2 separate regions of the Zea mays genome follow, and region 1 is linked to region 2. Evidence: chromatin contacts called from public Hi-C data. All regions are on one chromosome and are shown on one strand. Each heading gives the region's core, a stretch centred on a gene start, on an enhancer-like site or on the middle of the called end of the contact. The rest is flanking DNA. Distances are from core to core; before and after follow the strand shown.

What was found. A called contact is a pair of places that touch in the nucleus more often than the background predicts.
Region 1: a Hi-C map of leaf shows a contact between it and region 2, with 5 times the contacts expected there. The contact joins the promoter of LOC100502537 here to the promoter of LOC100381644 in region 2. A contact is called at or near these places in 2 of 25 Hi-C or Micro-C datasets (leaf and tassel).

Annotation. Positions count from the first base shown.
Region 1 is chr4:245,858,443-245,861,142 of Zm-B73-REFERENCE-NAM-5.0, reverse strand. It overlaps LOC100502537 (Rhodanese-like domain-containing protein 19 mitochondrial), which reads left to right and starts at 1,280. Exons shown (of 6, transcript NM_001245929.1): 1 at 1,280-1,426; 2 at 1,544-1,627; 3 at 1,727-1,803; 4 at 1,883-1,953; 5 at 2,044-2,097; 6 at 2,208-2,319. The coding sequence starts at 1,404. The coding sequence ends at 2,276. It overlaps LOC103654911 (translation factor GUF1 homolog, chloroplastic), which reads right to left. Exons shown (of 22, transcript XM_008681719.3): 22 at 700-2,700. It overlaps LOC100194153 (60S ribosomal protein L37a-like), which reads left to right. Exons shown (of 5, transcript NM_001294168.1): 3 at 36-124; 4 at 462-544; 5 at 617-824. The coding sequence ends at 680.
Region 2 is chr4:245,549,278-245,551,977 of Zm-B73-REFERENCE-NAM-5.0, reverse strand. It overlaps LOC100381644 (putative choline kinase 2), which reads right to left and starts at 1,423. Exons shown (of 2, transcript NM_001174459.1): 1 at 557-1,423; 2 at 1-469. The coding sequence starts at 1,345. The coding sequence ends at 557.

The sequences.
Region 1 (2,700 bases), core at 31-2,530, 310 kb before region 2:
ACATGAAGTTAACATCGCAAATTATAATGTTACAGGAACCAGGTATGGTGCTAGCTTGCGTAAGCAAATCAAGAAGATGGAGGTATCTCAGCATTCCAAGTACTTTTGCGAGTTCTGTGGGAAGGTACATTTCTGTTAGTTACCCTGTTTCTGCATCCAAGTTTTCTAATCTTTGATCTATTGAACTGCGAGCTGTCTTTATGTTGTACTCGTTATCATCACCACTGCTGTTATGAAATGTAGGCTGCAGTCAGATTGATTTTGAGCACATGAAATCAATTAGTTTTCGATATATCTGTTTGTCACAAGCACATGAAATCAATTAGTCTTCGATATATCTGTTTGTCACATTTGAATGATTTATAAGATGTCTGGGCATGTCCATCAATGTGTTTCTAAGATACATTTGAAGACAGACAGCATTTGTTCCGAATCCAACCTTTGCTGTGCTGTGTTTCCAGTTTGCTGTGAAGAGGAAAGCAGTTGGAATTTGGGGGTGCAAGGACTGTGGGAAGGTGAAGGCTGGTGGTGCTTACACCATGAAGTAAGTAATTCTTCGCCTGTCCGAAAACCACAATTTGTTAGCCACGGCTAAATTCTGTTAATGTGTTTGCAGCACTGCTAGTGCGGTCACCGTCAGGAGCACGATCCGCCGCCTGAGGGAGCAGACTGAAGCATGATATAGCTCTTTATATTATTGGGGTTTCCTGTAGTTGCTCTTGTCAGGCATGTTGTGGGGGCCTTATCTAGTGGAAATGTGGAATCACTGTACTGGCTGTTTTGCCGAGACAATGCTCCTTATATTTGGTTTATGCTCTAGGATCTCAAAGTTGTGTTAAGATTTGCCCTTGGTTACCGTTCTGAATCTGACAAGTGATATTTCATCCTATGCCATCTTGACGTCGAATTTGGTTGTGGTTTTCTATGCGCTTGGCTGTGTCAATGGTTTGCTATTCTGTTCTTGAAATTCTACAGATACTGCTGCGTCTCTGCTGGTTGAGTCTGGTTTAGATAGCAACCAGTCCTTATTATTGGTCTTTCAAGTTCAAGTCAACTAAAATGCGACAAATAAAAAAAAGAATGGAGGGAGTATATAACTGTTCAAGTCAACCAATCCTTATTACGCCTGCACTTGTGTCCAAAAAGAAATGCCCCGGAGCTATTATTGGTCTGTTGCCAGATAAGCAGTGACGACGCAGCATCGAAGGTCAGAGACGACTTTTTTGCGAGAACGAGCATCAAGCTGACGGAATGGAGCATTATTCCGATAAAAAAAAGGTATAGCCAGAACTCTTGCATCCTGGTGATGGTAAACTGCCGTGCCAGTATAAACGCGAAGGCAGGTCACACATACTCACAAGTCCGTCCCATCTCAGGTCATCCATCCATCCATCCCTGCAGCAATGGCGTCTGCAGTGACCAGCAGGTAAACATAGCTTCTGAGTGCATCTGATGTTGCTTACAGTAACATTACATGCATAGAGCAGAAGATCGGATGCATCTGGATTAACCAGAGTCAGTCTTGTCTTGGTGTGCACTGCAGCGACAAGGAGCAGGCCGTCCCTACCATCGACGCTGACGAAGCGCACGCGCTGCTGAGCTCCGGCCATGGCTACGTGGATGTCAGGTGCGTAGAGCTCAGCCAGTCAGGGACGCGCCTATGCGTGTGCTGGAGCTTCCAGACGAACTGACGCTGACGGGGACGAGGTGGTTCTCCTTCGTGCAGGATGCGGGGGGACTTCCACAAGGCGCATGCGCCCGGTGCTCGGAACGTTCCCTACTACCTGTCCGTCACGCCGCAAGGTCAGTTTCTTGCTCGCTGGCGTTGGCGCTGGCACTGGCATTGGGGTTATTGATTTGAGCTGCCTCTGTCCCCGTGTAGGGAAGGAGAAGAACCCACACTTTGTAGAGGAAGTGGCTGCCTTCTGTGGGAAGGATGATGTCTTCATTGTGGTAGCTATTCACTCATATAAATAAATAAATAAATGTACTAGTACTCTATAAATAGATAGATACGCCTGTAATCAAGGAGTTGTCGTGTAGGGTTGCAACACGGGGAACAGATCCAGGTTCGCGACGGCAGACCTTCTGAACGCGGTAAACACAGCCCATCCGAGCTTTAGCATCAATCCAGTTAGCTGTATGTGTGTGTGTGTGTGTGTGTGTTTAACTGAGGGTCACACTAGTCTGCTCGCATGGATGTTCAGGGGTTCAAGAACGTGAGGAACCTGCAAGGTGGTTACCGCTCCTTTCAGCAGCGAGCTCAACAGCAGTAGACATCACGTCCTGAAGGTATGCCAGGGATGCTGCAGTTGAACGACACATTTGCCTACCTCCAGGAAACCGTTTATCTCCAGCAGCTCTCTATCACACCTCATACTTTAAATTTTACTTTGTAAACAGTGCTGTCTACCGTCCCACCTCATACTTTAAATTGTACTTTATAAACAATTCTGTCTACCGTATAAAATATTACAAACCTCTTGTTTTGCATATGCACGATCTGTTGGTCCCAGCCTTACAAGGTATATTCAACTGTAGAAACAAGTCTCTGTAGCATGCGTTACAAGGAATTGGACTACATGATGCACTTTGACATATGAATTTCCTATATGTGCCTGGCAAAACTCTGTGGCGACATGATTGTTTTACCATCATAGCCTGACACATAAAAAAGCAAAAAATAGCGAACGAATGCCA
Region 2 (2,700 bases), core at 174-2,673:
CACTGCACAAAAAAAACCTCTTCTAGTGGACTATAACCTACAATTCCAATTCCAACTTGAATACCTCTCACCGACACCTGTACAGGTTGGGTGCGTCATGGGCGGAAGAATGTCCATCGAACACCCACACATTTCCCACAACAAACCATACAGCGAAGAAACAGTCCAGAGCCATCTTGAAGTGATCAGCAAAAGCTTAGGCCCTACAACGAGGAGAATGCAGCTCAGAGAAAACTTGCCAACAAAGTATTTATGATTCTGATGACATGTATAGATATGCTGCTATCAAATGAGAACAGTAGGACATAAAACGTTAGATTGGTTACTGCAATGAATTCTTTTAATTATGCCAAGTGCCAAGCAATTCCCATTTATTTTTTTATCTAACAGATCTGATCTGAGAAGATTAGTCATACTCATGCGCCGAGTCCAGGTATTGTATGGACTATTACTTCTTGAGGGCAACGATCTGAATGCAAGAAACACATCTCGCCAGATTAATTCTCTTTGCAATACAACTCAGGACAACGAGAGGCAGAGTGTTCGGGGTGAGTACCTACGGGCTGGGCGTCCCGCTGAACCAAAAAGTATGGCGACGAAGGAGCGCCCGAGATCCTGGGAAGGTAGCTGCGCGAAGGAGGACATGGGCGTTGATGGCCGCCTCGCAGCGGGTCACGGTAGCGGATCGAAGGCGCGAGGGGGAGCTGAGCGAAGGGGGAGGAGGGCATTGATGGCAGCTTCGTAGCAGATCACGGGATCTAGGAGGGGAGTAGGGCGTTGATGGCGGCAGCAGATCACGACGGACATTACCGGGTCGCGCAGATCCGCGGCGGAGAGGGTTTGGCAAGGCCAGGACGCGAGCAACACGCGAGTGAGCCATGACAAAAACCAATCGCGGATTGGATCCGAGCAGACACATCACGCATTTAGGGTGGTAGAGGCGTAGTGTACACTGGAGTTGATGAACTCCTCGACGCGGCCGTTGGCAAAGCGGCCCAGGAGGCGGGGGCCCCTGGCCGTGGCGCGACATGCACTCGAAGGTGCGGACCTCGTCGGCACGGTCGAAGAAGACCTCGACGCCCCGGCCGTAGATGCGCACGAGCACCTTGCGCGGGCCGTTGCCCTCGGCCTCGCCGCCGAGCCAGGTGATCCGGAAGACCTCATTGGTCATGGCGCCCCTGAGCTGGGACACGGCCAGCGCGCCGGGGTCCATGTCGCCGCCCCAGAGGTCCCCGGCGAGGCGGTGCAGGATGCGGCGCGCGTCCACCGGTATCCGGTCGATGCTGGCGCTGCGCTTCAGCGTGGGCACGACCTTCTCGCGCGGTGGCGGGTCCGCGGCGGCCATCGACGCGTGGAGGGGCGCGAGTAGGCGACGGCGATCTGCGGAGGCGGAGAAGCCGTGTGAGTCGTGTGTCGGTTTGAGTTTGATTTGATCGGAGAGGGAAATGCGATTTTGGGGGGCTTGGAATGCGGTCTGTCACTGTCGGCTGTCGCGGAATCGAATCTGATTCTTCCGCGGATGGGGAGCTGAGTGGAGGAGAGCATTGGTGGCGGAGAGGATGTCGGGGTGAAGGCAGAACCGTGCACCATGTGGTAGATGTGGACGCCTACGTTGTATGCTTAAGAGTAGTAGAGATTATTTAGGGAAAGTCCAAATTCTCTAACACAAACATGCCCGAATAATAGCGCCTCCTCCTAGTCCTAGCTGCTCCTTCTGTAAGTAGAGAGGCACTGGTTCTAAAAAAAATACAACACTTTTAAGACACCTTACGCATAAATATGGAGACTTTTACATTAACGCTGTCAGTCACGTCTAATTTTTTAGTACGGTGTATACCTCCTCCTCTGGACGCCTGCCACGTGCGCGCGCACGCAGTTAACCCCTCGTGCCAATCCAGATCGATACAATGCAAACCAACCTGATGAATGAATGGGGCGACCTGTGGAGTAGTAGATTTGTAGTCAGAGCAATAGATTAGTGTGCTCGTTGCGCTTCTATTTATTCTACGGTAATCTATTGTGCCGTAGTAGTATAGTATAATATACCTGTCGGCTGTCATCGTTAAGAGCTGAGAGTGTGTGTGGTTAGGTTAGGATTCTCCACCAGCAACCATTGCATGTGAAGCTTGGAGTGGGCAGAGGGCAGTCTGGGCCTCGCTCTAGTGGAAAGGAAAGGAAAGGAGAGTGCACCACTAATAAATTGTGTCTCTGTACATGTGTGGTGTGGGTGCGCTCAACAGCTCAAGCGTAGTACAAGGGGCATGCATATTCAATGCGGTTTTGTTTTTTACCATTTCTTTTTGGTGCTTTTACTTCATGAGAAAGCCAAGAGAAAAGTGTGTCCAATTAATTCGGCGGAGGGGAGGGGGGACAGATCATGCAAAACAGAAGGGTGTTGTACCATGCATGGTTCCTTAACTCCTGCTACTATTCTAGAGATATGTGTCTTTTTTTGAGGGGTTTGGATGGTGAGAACTGAGGAATTAGAGGCTGAAATAGGCTCACACAATATGTCTGATGCTGTGGCGGACCTAGGATTTAAATCTAAGACACATTTTTTTATAATTAACATCATATATAGTTAGGTACCAAGTATATTTAATTTTTATCAAATTAATATATGAACATAAAACAAGCAAGATGCCTCATGAGTCAATGCCATGTGGGGTCCATGGTATATATCTAAAGTTTGGATCTTTT